2 separate regions of the Triticum aestivum genome follow, and region 1 is linked to region 2. A link is a contact called in public Hi-C data. All regions are on one chromosome and are shown on one strand. The core of a region is the stretch at or near the end of the contact, and the rest is flanking DNA. Distances in the headings are between cores, read along the strand shown.

Region 1 (7,095 bases), core at 3,776-6,275, 150 kb after region 2:
TTGTTCCTTTATACTATGTGGCATTTTGCTGCCTGCTTCATTAGACTTTGTTGTTTGTATTAGGTGGGGATGGAGAAAACAGTGACTCATCCTGGAATATGGAGTGTAATCAGGTTTTGAGAGTGAAATCTATCTATATCAGCTCTGCAATTCTAGCAGCAAAAAGTCCCTTTTTTTACAAGGTAATTCTAATTGCTGCATGAAATGAGTAAATTGCGCACTGCAGTTATATATTGTTATCTAGCTAACATTCTCATAACATTCATCTTGTTAGCTTTTCTCAAATGGCATGAAAGAATCCGATCAGAGGCATGCTACTCTTAGAATAACTACTTCAGGTAATGCGGGAGCTCCAGTAGGACACTCGGCATTTTAAATGTTCTATCCTAGCTGCTGTATAATTTTCTTTAATGTCTGAACGATCGATTTTGTAGCACTGACATGATCAGTCTCAATGAGGTTATTGACGGTTGAATTTTCAGTTGAGCTATCAAGTTGATTGTCTATACCCTACCATTTTGCATCTTTCATCTTTCATCTCCCTGGAATAAGGATATTGTACCTTACTCAAAAGCTTTTCAAATCTATATTAACAAACAGTCTCAGTTTTTTTTATTGCCTTTTAGTTAACAGTTACCTTATGTCTGATTGTTGTATTTCTACTTGGAACAGAGGAAAGTGCCCTTATGGAGCTTTTAAGCTTTATTTACAGTGGAAAGTTGACGACAAATGAGCCAACCCTTCTGCTTGATATCTTGATGATTTCTGATAAATTTGAAGTTGTTTCTTGCATGAGACACTGCAGTCAATTGCTAAGGAGCTTACCTATGACCACAGAATCTGCACTTCTCTATCTAGATCTGCCTTCCAGCATTTCAATGGCTGCAGCAGTTCAGCCACTGACTGATGCTGCCAAGGAATTCCTCGCTAACAAATACAAGGATCTGACCAAGTGGGTAGTCTCTTTATTTAAAGAGCCAACTAAATTATTGAAAGTAACATTGTTGAACTAAAGGAATGCTTCCTCTTTCCAGGTTTCAGGATGAAGTGATGAACATTCCCCTTGCTGGGATTGAAGCCATCCTATGTAGTAATGACCTTCAGGTGGCATCAGAGGATGCAGTCTATGACTTTGTGATCAAGTGGGTTCGTGCTCAGTACCCAAGAACGGAAGAAAGACGTGAAATCTTGGGTACTCGCTTGCTGCCGCTCGTTCGGTTCTCTCATATGACCTGCAGGAAGTTGCGGAAGGTCCTTGCGTGCAGTGATCTGGATCATGAGCAAGCATCGAAAAGTGTCACTGATGCACTCCTGTACAAAGCTGATGCACCACATCGACAGCGTGCCCTTGCTGCAGATGTGTTGACTTGCAGGAAATATACTGAACGAGCTTACAAGTATCGCCCGCTTAAGGTGGTGGAATTTGATCAACCATATCCTCAGTGCATAGCATACTTGGATCTGAAGCGTGAGGAGTGTAGCCGACTTTTCCCATCCGGGCGGATTTACTCGCAAGCATTCCATCTTGCTGGACAGGGATTCTTCCTGTCAGCACATTGCAACATGGATCAGCAAAGTGCTTTCCACTGCTTTGGTCTCTTCTTAGGGATGCAAGAGAAAGGCTCAACGAGTGTCACCGTGGACTATGAGTTTGCTGCAAGGACAAGGCCATCGGGCGATTTTGTCAGCAAGTACAAGGGTTACTACACCTTCACTGGTGGAAAGGCAGTTGGCTACCGGAATCTCTTTGCAATTCCCTGGCCGTCGTTTATGGCTGATGACAGCCTCTTCTTCATCGATGGAGTTCTACATCTGAGAGCAGAACTGACCATAAAGCAATCATAGATAGTGGAAAATCTTGTGTGGTTCAAACATGTTTTTCCTGAGCACCAAAATAGACACTTTTGAAATGAGAAGCAAAATCTGTGAACTGTGAAAACTGAAAAGTAACATCTTATGAACTGTGAAGGTGTAGTTGCGCCACATAAGTTTTTTCTTAATGTGTAGCGCTACATGAGTTAAATTTGCAGTTTGTTGAAATTTCTACTCATTTTGATGGTAATCCTTTCAGGGACATACGACATGCTTGGATAGTGTCATGTACTAGAATGTAGTCAAGGTACAAAGAGCGTTTGCTAAATGATGGCAATAAGCAAGTCAGTTCTATAGAAAAGAAAAAGGTTACTTCGAACGATGGATTTTGCATCTTAGGCCCCGCTTGGATTCGGTGTAAGTTTATACAGCTGGATTTAATTTACAGGTGTAAATTACCGGCTGTAGTGTGTTTTCCGTTTGGAATAGAAACGATGGCTGGAGGTCTATCGATTACGGAGGTACTCCCTCCGTCCCGTCCCATTATATGAGAGCTTTTTTGACGCCAGTGTCAAAAACGTTCTTATATTATGAGGCGGAAAGAGTATTTGGGAGGCAACCAACGATCCAAGCAGGGCCTTACTGTATTTTCTTTTAGAAACTGCCAGGTATAGCTATAGGCTCTGTTTGTTTAGTTTGCGGCTGGGCGATGTTGGCAAAAGTTTGGTCATTTGGCAATACGGCTGTTGATTGATTGCCACATTTTTTTAGAATCGCCGGAGGATTCTCACCTAATTTTTTTTCGAGTAAGTCTAAGCATACCATATTTTCATAAAAGGCGAAAATCAAGTACAGGAAACTAAGAACTTGATGCGAATAACAAGTGTAGTACAACTTCACACCAAGCTAATCAATAGATTAGCCACCGCGACAATTACAAACGCAACGCAAGAGGGCCGGGGATGGGAAGGGATCTGGTGGAACCCTTTCCCTTCACCTAATCCCCTCAACCCCTTATAATTTGCATTAGAGTTGTGCTTGGGTAGAGAATACACGAGGGGAAGAGGGCGTGTTGAGTTTACAGGGGGTGAGGGTTTGCATGGGATCCATGGGGTTGCACACGTCGAAAACCAGCCCACCAAAAACAAGGCTTCATAGCATCTACATGAGCCCTCGTATCTGTCAAACGCCTGACCTGCCCGACCGCACAGAAAACAGCCGCCCAACCAGATTTGGCAAATCTGGCTCAAACACCCTGGTTGACTGGCACTTCTCATAACCGGTGCATATGTGGGGCGGATGTGGGGACACCCGGATACGCCCACCATGTAGGACTGACCACAAGGGCCCACATGAACACTCATAGAAACCATCAGTCCGAAGGGCGCCTCCTTCATTTTTTAGTGAGAATGCATTCATGGTGCTGCGTGGCGTCGCACGACGTGCCGCCTGAGGACCAAGCACGGTTATTTAAGCTGGACGACGGCAACCCAACCCTAGCCTGTCTGCATTTCTACCCTCTCCTCCTTTCACGCCGCCACCTTCAATCCGGTCATCGTTAGCCGCTAGCCATGGCCCGTAGTAGGATCACCATCTACGCCATACTCACCCCGGAGCAACGCTTGCAGCTGTTGGAGGAGAACCGGGCTAGGCACGAAGCTCGGATCGTAGTCAGCCTGCCTCCGGATTCATCCGAGCCGGAGCCAGAGGAGGAGGAGACCCTGGAGGACCCGGAGGCGGAGGAGGCAGTCTGCGGGCTTCACCATTGCCAACGCGCTGGCGGAGTTCGAGGTGGCCCAAGCAGAGGACGCAATGGAGCAACAAACCATCCTCGACTCCATCCAGTCGGAGGCGGAGGTGGAGGCCAACCGTCGCTTCCTCACTAGGCAGACGTGGAGCTCAACGAGATCTTGGCCGACGAGGAGCAAGAGGAGGCGGAGCCGGAGGTGCGCCAGCCGCCCATGACCATTAGGTCAGCGGCTTCGGCACAAACTTCATCAACATCTCCAGTGAGGGGGACGAGTATTGTAGTTGTGGGAGTGTACTTGGTACGTAGATCATGTCGGTACATGCTTTTGTATGAAGATGCAAATCGTGAAGTGGCTACTATGATCGTTGGGGGTGAAATATGGGGTATGACCGGTCACCGTTTGCGAACGTGCCTGACCCGTTTGGCAACTCAAATTAGCTATGTATGGTTGTAGATGCTCTAAGGCCAACTCCAACGCAAGGCTCCATTTCATCCGCCGGCGTCCATTTGGATCTACAGAGACAAAAAATGCAGCCCAATGCAGAGAGCCATTATGTTTTTATGTCCACTTTGTGTGTCTCGGACTCATTTCTGTCCCAAAAATTGGGTCAAATTTGGATCCGAAGCGGACAACGTGCGTTGTCCATCTGTGTCCTCTTTGTCCGGCCTGGCCCACCACCCACCGTCTTTTTTTCAATCTCTTCCCTCATTTTTCCCCTCCCGGTCCACACATCCACCCATGAACCGCACAAATATCTCCACCACGCCGATGGGAGACAGAGGAGGCACGAAGCATGATGGCGCTCACTCCGACCGGCCTCGAGACCGCCGTCGCGGTGGCCCCGACAACCGCATCGCCGGCAGGCTCGGTGGTGCTGTCCATGTCGTCTCCGTGGCGGAGAACATCATCCACATCAGGCGCGGCGGCGTGCCCTCCGCATCGGGTATACACCTCTTTGACGTCCTCCTCCCCGAGCGATAGTTGGGTAAGAGCATGTCCGTCCCAAAATGCGTTAGCTCCGTTGGGCTGTGTCCGCATGTCCGTCTATGTCCGCTGTCTATTTTGTTGACCTAAAAGAATAAAAAGCGAATAAAATTCGTGTTGTTTGGGTCACTGCATTGGAGATGCCCTAAGGCTTTCTTAGGTTGCAACATAAAATAGGGCATAAAATATACCCTGGAAACCGAGTTACTCTAACAGTTCGAAATCCAATACGATGCTCTCATTCTGCAATCAGAGTAATCCCAGTTGCCCAAATCATGCTCCATGCATGTTCATGGACAGGAAAGTACTCCATGAGAAAATGATGATGATTACTCCACAAGGGGAAAAACCCGTGACACCAAAACCCACCCCCTCCGAACCGCAAGCTTTGACGTCCTCTCCGTCGACCTGCCGCCTGCGTCCCCCCTTCCTAACCGCAACCAGCCCAACTCTACTCACTCTACTAGTAGTCTAAAAGGAAAGGAGAGACGCAACACAGGTCACGTCGCGAGCGAAGCAAGGCACAGAATCGCGACGCCGACGCCGACCAGACCCTCACCCTCCGCTGACGCGCCGGCCCCACGTGTGGGAAACGTGGCCCGCGGACAGCCGGGACCCACGGCGCACGCCTCCTAGTTAAGCGGCCTGCCGGTCTCTGCACCCAAATCGCCGCACCCGTTTCACGCTTACCACCCTCTGGTTTCCTCCCCATCACACCACAGCCACGCCTCTCTCTTCTCCGTCTCACTCTTGTCCCCACGCCCCCGCTTCCGCGACCTTCTGGAACCTTCTCTCGGGCTAGGGTTCCGGCTCCGACGGCGGTGATGATGTCTTCTGCGGCCTGCGCGCAGCGGCGGAGGTGAGGCGGCGGGCGTGGCCGGATTGGTATTGGAGGAAGGGGGCGGTGGTGGCCGGGATGGACCCGGACTTCTCGCGGGCGAGCGGCGGCCCGAGCTTCGAGTTCGCCTTCAACTCGGTCAACTTCTCCGACCGGGTCCTGCGGATCGAGATCGTCGCCGGGGACGACGCGCCGGGGGCCAAGGGCGCCGCCGGCGAGGGCTGCTCCTCCATCGCCGACTGGGCGCGCCACCGCAAGCGCCGCAGGGAGGACCTCCGCCTCGAGAAAGGTGGGGAAGGTTGGTCTACGTCTCGTCATCATTTCGGTACGGGGCGATTTGGGCGTGGGTGGGTTTGAATTTGTATTCGTACTGATTTGACAGCGGGTGGGTGGGGAGTTGGGAAATGGAGGTAGTACTACTTGCTTTTCCCGCTGATTTGTTTTGATTGCCTGTTGGGGATTTAGGTATCAAAAGCCTTACGTTTGGTATAAGGTGGGAGAAAGATGGTGAGGCAGCTTTTCCTTTTGATTGAAGTGAAGTTATGATTTCCTAGTTGTTTGCCTTGATTTGAATTTCTCAGTTGTTGCCACACGGAATTTAGCCACAATATGATCTTCTTAGCAACGTCGTGTTCAGGAGATGACATTGGTGGGTGGAATTTTAGGGGATTTATCCTGGACTCTATTTGCAAGATCTTATTCAACTCTTAATTCCGCAGAAGAAAACTCTGTGACATTGCTCCTAGTATGATCCTGAATTTGCAAAGAGCATTGTGCACCGTAACCGAACCAACCTCAAGCCCAGTAGATGCAATAAGTTGTATATAAAGTTATAAGCTATAGACAGAAGTTAGTTTGGTTATTGCCTGATTAATAGTACGGCCAGATGTTGTCCAATGTCTCGTTTAGCTGAGCATGCATTCGTTGTAATGGGCTAACAAGGGTTTTAGGTGTTACATAATGCTTCTAAGTTTCTATATTTGAGAAAAGTAAGCATGAAAGTGGGTATATTAAGGGGAGGATGGAGCAGTAATGAAGTTAGAAGTTCTTACTCTTAACTACTTACTCCCAGTCTGTGTTTATTAGGCCACCAGGGCGAAGTGCTGGGACCAAGGCACAACGCGTGTAGTTGCCCAGTTTTGAATTGGCCCTGTTAGAACACATGGGCTAGCGGCATTAATTAGCGAAACCGTTTCGCCTACCTCGCACATGTAGCGGCTGGAGATTTATCTCCCTCAATCAGTGGACGGAACGAGCAACGGAACCTGCGAAATCTGCACTTAATTAAGACCGGATGCGGCTCACTGGTTCTCTGGCCTAATAAACACGGACATAGGAAGTATTTGACATCCTATTAGCGTCCCATGAAAAGTTCGGAGTACCCAATATATTTTGCTTGCATCCAACTTCGCTCTGAATGTGCACTCTAGGCATTCATCGTTAATGCTTGTTCATGGGCCTCATATTGTTATTAGGATTTATGCTTTATTGCTTGGATCTTTTTCTGTCATTGTCATCTGAAACTATTGTACTCTTGCTTTGCTTTATCAGAATATGTTTCTGTCATGACGATCTGATGCCAATGCACTTATACTATTCACACTTTCTTAATCATGTTCTTATTCTAGAGTGCAATAACTTCCATTTTCAATGACCTCCTGCTATCATCTCATGCCCCCAGAATGTGGAAAGTATATGTCAGAACCAGCA
Region 2 (7,344 bases), core at 1,723-4,222:
CATGTTTTCTGCTGTAAGCTTCACAGCTTAGTGCTTTGTTATTTTACAAAGCCACGAGTTCTGAATTCCATAACTTACTTTTTCTGTCGCATTTCAGCCACATATTTCAGGTGGCTGTGGTAGGGATCTTTCAGCACCATTGATGGAACATGAAAAGTTACATGAAGATCGATGCCATTCAAGGCAGTCTCTTTCTCCTGCAAGCTACACTAGCTCAATTGGGGTATGCACACACTTTCCCTCCCTTTACTCATCTCTTGGTAATTTTGGTGTTTTAGTTTTTGTATCATTATGGAATCAAATTTAGCATTTGAATCTGTACATACTGTTATGTTTGTTGCTTATTATGCGTTATTATCTCAAGACTGGAATGCCAATATTATTTCTGTAGTCTGCATCAGCCTTTTCTCTGTGATCATGCATGCTACTGGTAGTGCCATTTTTTAGGAATCTATTTATAATCATATGCTTGTTTTTCTCTGTCGCCAATGAGGCCATGTTATGTTATTGGTTTTAGTATTTTGCAGCTATAAACATTGAAAGAAACATGTTTTTCACAATTGTATTTGTCTGTCCATTCATTAAACAGGCTGCTACCATAAACCTCGTCAGTCCTACTCGGTCATTGAATTTCAGGGATAGATACAGGGATGCAGGTTGCAATCTTAAAACATCAACAGAGCTATTGAAAGTTCTGAATCGTATTTGGAGCTTGGAAGAGCAGCATGCGGTTGACGTGTCAGCAGTTAAGGGGTTGAAATCAGAGTTGCAGAATACACAGGCATGTGTTCAAGAGCTTACGCAAGAGAGGCAGCGATATCACTATGAAATCGAGTCTCTGGCCAGGCAAGTCAGTGAAGACAAAATGGCTCGGAAAAACAAGGAACAAGAGAAGCTTAGAGCAACCCTTTGTTCGCTGCAAGAGGAGCTTGAAGCTGAGAGACATCTGAGGAAACATTCTGAGAATCTCCACAGGAAGCTAGGGAAAGAGTTGTCTGCAATGAAACCGGCATTTCTCAAGGCTGTAAAAGACCTGGAGAAAGAGCAGAAAGCAACTCACCTGTTGGAAGATCTTTGCGACGAGTTTGCGTTAGGAATCAGAAACTACGAAGAGGAAGTGAGGGTGTTGAAGCAAAGGCATGTAAAGGAGTATGAACACAAGACTGATAAGCTGGTGGTCCATATTTCAGAAGCATGGCTCGACGAGCGAATACAGATGCAAAATGCTGATGCCAGGGGAGATTCAGAAGGGAAAACCTCAATAACGGAGAGGTTGAGCGGTGAAATACGGAGTTTCCTTCATGGTAGAAGATCAAGCAACTTCTATGGTGCTAACAAACATACTGGTAACGAAAAGGGAGACGCAAGCTTGTGTCGACAGTCCCTTGAATCTCTGCACTTAAATGGAGCCACTAGTGCTCCTCGGTTAGCTGAAGACGATGAAAATTCTGTTGCTAGCGACTTGCATTGCTTTGAGTTGAACATGCATGGAGATGCTGTGCAGACTCATGACCTTGCAGGAACTCGACGAACAGTCGCGGACTGCATGTATTCACCAATGAGAAGACTGGAGTTTTCCGATGGTGTGTCTGTTGAGGGCTCAAGGATCTCAACCGCAAGGCCTCGTTCAGAAAAAGGCAAGGTGAAGCCAAGCAGCAGCAAAGCACAGCTGCATACTTCGACACCAGAAATCAGCTCTCGCAACTGTGACAAGATCGATCCTATAGATGAGCAGAATGAAACAGTCATGACCCAAGTCTCTCGACGGTTGCACGATGACTTGCTGAAGATCAAATCAGAGGCTCCTCAGCATGCATTTCTAGAGCGAAAACCGCACGATCATCATCCCCGGACGTATCAGTTTCGTGAATGTGCTGCTTCAAGCGATCTACTGCACAATCTGCACAGTCCAGCCCGGCAGCTGAAGAATCATCAACGCGCGTCGTTGGACTACCAAATATCTGAATGTGCTACTGCAGGTGATGTACGCGGTCTGCGCAGCCCATCCTGGCAGCTGAAGAATCAACGTGCGTCGTTAGACTACCAGATATCTGAATGTGCTACCACAGGCGATCCGCACAACCTGCGCAGTCCATCGCGGCAGCTGAAGAATCATCATCGGTCGTCGTTGGACCATGAAATCTCCGAGGCCTCGCCGGCGCGGTCTCTCGGGTCAAAAGACAATACGCTCAAGGCGAAGCTACTGCAAGCGAGGTTAGAGGGGCAGCATGCCCGGATTAGGGCGTCGGGCTATCCCCTGATCAGCACAAGAAGGAAATGACTGGCTGGCACCCTTGGGCTAAGCTTCCATGCTGTGGTTTAATGGGGTTACATTGTAAGATAAGACATCTGACTAGATGTGTTCAGAATTTCATGCGCGGCGGTGTCGGGTCGCGGGCGGGATATGCGGAATTGTAGCTGCATGGGGGAGGAGAGACCCCCTTGAGTAGATTTGCATCCTTGAGTCTCGTCCGGCTATGATTGAATGATTGAATGTACGTAGAGATGGACTTTCGGTAATCACCTGTCGTTGTAATGTTTGTATAGTAGTATTATATGTGCCGATGTAGAAGTAGGAACTTGAACCCCTGTGCTTGAGAAGAAAGCTTGAAACCCCTGAAGATGGCTCGAAGAAAGCTTGAGAGCTGTACTATTGTCCCCGTCTGCTTGAATTTTCAGCGCGGTCTTGCAACGATCGTCTGATTATATAATACCCATGAATGAAAGCATGTGGTCAAGATCGATGGACGTTCACGTTCGTGCTACGTGACCAAACCAAAGAGCCGCGTGGTTGGCTGGATGCAGCAGTACACCAGCCCAAATTGTGTGTTTTTCTTTTTCTTTTTTTGAGGCAACCTCGCAAAGGTTCCCCGCAAAAAAAAGGGAGTTGTTTAGCGTTGTCATACAGGCCTGCCATTTCTGCATCCGCAGGCCCAAGCCCAAAGCAACGCACGGGATAATAAGCAGCGTCTGTCGCTCGTCTGCCCCGAGTTGCCGCACACCTCTTTCCTGAGAAACAGAAAACCCAAATCCCCTCGGCGGCGGAACCCTAGCAGCTCGCCGCCAGCGGCGGGCCATGGCGACCGACGGCGACATCGACATGGCCGACCTCGCCTCCCTCGACGCCCCGGCCTCTTCCGCCGCCGCCGCCGCCCCCTCCGTCCGCTTCCAACCCAACGTCAAGGGCAAGCCCAAGCCCAAGCCCAAGCCGAAGCCGAAGGCCAAGCCGGCGCCCAAGCCCAAGGACAAACCAGAGCCGGAGCCAAAACCGGAGGAGGGTGACCCCCACGCTGTGGCGGCGGCGGCCACGCTGCCGGAGGGCGGCGTGGATGCGATGGAGACCGACACGGACAGGGTGGGCGCCGGCGAGGGCGCGGATGACATGGATGTCGAGGACGAGGACTTTGTGGTGCGGGAGATCGACGTCTACTTCACGCCCAAGCCCTTCGACAAGGACAGCAAGCTGTACATCATGCAGTATCCGCTGAGGCCATGCTGGCGTCCGTACGAGCTCGGTGAGGTGTGCAAGGAGGTGCGCGTGAAGCCAGGGAGCTCAAAGGTTGAGGTGGACTTGGAGGTCGATACGCAGAGCGACAATTACGACCCGGAGGTTTCTGGGTCTCTGAGGCTGACGACGCAGACGCTGTCATCATCGGAGGCGGCCGATGTGTCTGACTATGCCGTTGGGGTTCTCCGAGGCAACATGGTTCATCTGAATCATCTTGATGCGGTGATGCAGCTACGGCCGTCAATGCCGCATCTGATTTCTGGTGCTTCGCGTACTAGGCAGCCTTTGCAACAGGTGGAAACAAATGGTGGTCGTGCTGGTGGCCAGGCTGTTCCACCAGCTAAGGGAAATGAGCGCTCAGATGGTTCCAAGGACTTGCCTAAAGAACCTGAGCCATGGATTTCTCTCACTTACGAACCAGCTGGGAGTGATGTTGCAAGCAAGTACTATGCTGAGATGGTAGCGAGCGAAGGCAGGCCTATAGATTTCACAATGAGCACACAGGATTACGCATTGTCATTGTGTCCTGGAGGGCCGACAGGCAGCAAGAATATTAACAGAAGCCAGGTGATCCGGGAGATGCTTTCACTGCCACTGGAAGAGCGCCTGAAGAAATGGTTTACTGAGGTGTCACAAGTGACTCGATTTGTTGCTCTAATGCATCTTGCTCCAGACTGTTCGGAGGAAGACCTTCTGGAAACTCTTCCAGGGTATGCTGATTTGGTGCGTGGTTTATGGGTCTGCAGAAGTTCTTTGTTGTATGATGATGGACTCGCTTCCAAAAGGGATCAAATTATGCTTGAGTTTACAAAAATGGAATCCATACCTGTGAAGTATGTGGAGAGACTGATCAGAGATGAGCGAACAAGGAACATGATATTGAATCCGCTGGGTAAAAGAAGGGAGAAGCTTCAAGACTACAAGTTTATAGTAGCAGCAGATTCATCCTTCATAAAACATTATTCCCATATAGTCAAGGAGCAAGAAAATGCTTGGTCGGTCCGTGCTGCAACCATGCCTGACCCCCTAGAGAAATGCAGCGCTACTGAACAAAGGAAAACCAAGAACTCAACCAAATCTAACATTCCTGTGAAAGGGCCTGATCCAGTAATGGGTAAGACCAAGGATGGCCTCGTTCAAGGAAGTGAAAACCATGTGCGCTCTGTCTTGGATAGTGTCTTCACTGCCAATAAAGTTCGCAGCTTTCCGGCAGTTGTTAGAGACTTGAGGCACTTGGCAGTAAAATATGCCTCTGACAGGAAAGATGGAGCAAGATTCCAAGCTCTGTCAAATGCTGCACAAACTTGTGTTTCACTTTCTCGTAAAGAGCTTGATGCTTCAATACGTCTTGTTGCTGTTCCTGTCCATGATTTATATGTTCAAAAGTCCGAGGAGAAGGCTAGTGTGCGAAATTGTCTCATTAAGCTCTTCCGTGATAGAGTTCCCAATGGAACATTAAAGAAGCAGGAAATCCTTGATTGTGCTCTGAGTATCTTAAAGAGAAAAATTAGTGAGAAAGAGTACCATCAGGCCGTGTCTGAGATCTGCATCTCAAATGAAGATGGACACTTGGTATTAAAGAATGGTGAAATGCCCTGAATTCAGCCATCAGGCTGTGACTGAGTTCTGCATATCAAATGAAGATGGATACTTGGTATTGAAGAATGGTGAAATGCCCTGAATTCGATATGATGATGAACCTTATAGATGTCCAAAGTGCTTGAAGTTTACTGTAGTCACAGAAGGTGGTAAATAACCATTCTAGCATTGCATGTCGTTCTCTAAAAATAGTTGGGTGTGTTCTTAGCAATAAAGATGGGCATTGGTTGTGTAATTGGTTCATCATATCTGGACCACTTGCTGACAAGGTTCAAAATTCAAATCAACATTTCTAAGCACTATGTTTCTTTATTAAATTGTACCTGTGTTGTAGCTGGTCTGCAGTATTTGTTGTGTTGCTCAGGTGTTGATGTGCTGTGTTGCCATAGCAATGGTTGAAACGTACTCCCTCCTTTCCATAATATAAGACGTTTTTTGACACTGGGGGAGTAAATCTTACATCATGAGTAGGTCAACATGCAGTCTCTTCATATTTTTATCTTTGCTATACAGCTTGCTTGCATCTTCGTGTACAACGTCAATCCCAACCAGAAACATTTGGGTGATACTCAAAATGTATAAAACCATTCACCTCTACTATGGTCCCATGAGCGGCCTCACCACCCGGCAGCGTGCCTATCATCCATGCCTCTGCTTGACCTGCAGGTCCATCTCTCTCTGGATTTGGGTGTTTGGGAGTGGAACAGCAAACCCTGGTGCTTTGGTTTGGTGTTCAAGGAGAGGCAGATCTGAATTTACATTTGTTTTGGTGTGGTGTTCTTTAATTTTGTAGGAATTGCTCCAGCGGAAACACATATCAAATTCCAGGTGTACAACCACATATTGTTGTGGATTTCAGGTTGGATGGATGGTCACATGAAAGAATTGATCTGATTTTGCTATCGTTTGTCTCTGTAGATTTTTGCTCATGCTTGTCTCTGTAGATTTTTGCTCATGCTTGTCTCTGTAGATTTTTGCTCATGCTGGGCTGTGTCTATCTGTAGATTTTTGTTCATGTGTGGAAGCTGGACTGTCTATATGTACAATTTTGTTCATGCAAGAATTTTTTATTTACACTCGTTAGATCATCTTAGTCTCATGTGTAGCTCAATCATTTGCCCAAATTATCGTTCTTCCATCTGGGCAATCTTTAGTTGCAGATCCATGCTTAAAATTTTATTGTGTAGATGCATGTTCGCTTCCCTGTTCTGCTTGAGTCTGTTGCCTCGCTATGAAGCCCTCTGCTGCAGCTTCTCACTTCACCGTCGATGACACTCTGCTCCAACCTGTCTCTGTCCAAGTACTTAAATTATTCAGTTTTGTTACTATATATCTGAGCATATATATTGTAAATACGAATAGTACCATAGACTTTTAAGAAACGGTGTTGCTATCTGTTTGACATTGATATGGGTGTGAGTTGCTTTACAGGTTGTTTTTCTTAAAAACATATTGGTTTACCAAATTGAGTTTTGTTTCATCATGTTTTTATACCATGCCATCAGGATTTTCAGTTGTTCTTCTGCCTTACACACAATATGTCGCAGCCCTTCAGGTTTTTTGGTTGTTCTTCTGCATACCATCTATCTGTGTGTATGTTCCTGACATATTGTTTCCTTTTGTTGTGCAGATGTGCTTACATTTTCTCATGCCTTCCCCTCCTATTTTAGCTCAGTGTGCTTTGGATATAAGCATAGCCGCTACAAAGGTCGGTACCAAGGGTGAGTGCCTCCACGTTTGGAGATGATCTCATAGGGTGTCCATTACTATGCTTCTTTTATTCTTTTGTTTGAATGTTGAACAAGGAAAAGAATAGTATTTCTGTTGCCTTGATAGGCACACCCATTATTTATTTCGTGCAAGTTTTCTTATGTGAGTCTCTCAATATATTCCGTAATATTATGCACTGAGTATCCTGACCATTAATTCCTATTAATAATAGGCTTCTCGATTTTTTTTATTTTAGAAAATGAATAGAGTTAATTACGCCCGCGATACAACAACTTGCACCAATTTAACAGATTCATACACAATCTTGAAAACTCCAGAAAAGTCATACAATAACTCGTTTGTTGTAACAAATGACTACAAATGTGATCCGCACGAGCCACGTGGCGTGCCACGTCCGCCCTGCCCACACGCCCGCGTGCACATTTGTGCAGTAAACCCCCTACAATGCGTAATATTACCAGAGGACGTCCTAGGTTGAGCGTGACGATGTAAATTTTGCAAGACCA

Evidence for each region. Hi-C and Micro-C count contacts between places; a contact is called where the count stands out from the background.
Region 1: a Hi-C map of leaf shows a contact between it and region 2, with 4 times the contacts expected there. The contact joins the promoter of LOC123164636 here to the promoter of LOC123165063 in region 2. A contact is called at or near these places in 5 of 5 Hi-C or Micro-C datasets (leaf, root and an unstated tissue) and 1 of 1 datasets of contacts at active chromatin or transcription factors (leaf).

Annotation. Positions count from the first base shown.
Region 1 is chr7D:429,031,160-429,038,254 of IWGSC CS RefSeq v2.1, forward strand. It overlaps LOC123164636 (BTB/POZ domain-containing protein POB1), which reads left to right and starts at 5,026. Exons shown (of 6, transcript XM_044582175.1): 1 at 5,026-5,710; 2 at 7,067-7,095. The coding sequence starts at 5,464. It overlaps LOC123164637 (BTB/POZ domain-containing protein POB1), which reads left to right. Exons shown (of 6, transcript XM_044582179.1): 3 at 64-182; 4 at 275-338; 5 at 673-952; 6 at 1,035-2,070. The coding sequence ends at 1,845.
Region 2 is chr7D:428,881,422-428,888,765 of IWGSC CS RefSeq v2.1, forward strand. It overlaps LOC123165063, which reads left to right and starts at 2,973. Exons shown (of 1, transcript XM_044582690.1): 1 at 2,973-5,470. The coding sequence starts at 3,077. The coding sequence ends at 5,107. It overlaps LOC123165062, which reads left to right. Exons shown (of 4, transcript XM_044582688.1): 3 at 98-223; 4 at 590-2,623. The coding sequence ends at 2,281. LOC123165065 reads left to right here and starts at 5,686. Exons shown (of 5, transcript XM_044582691.1): 1 at 5,686-6,828.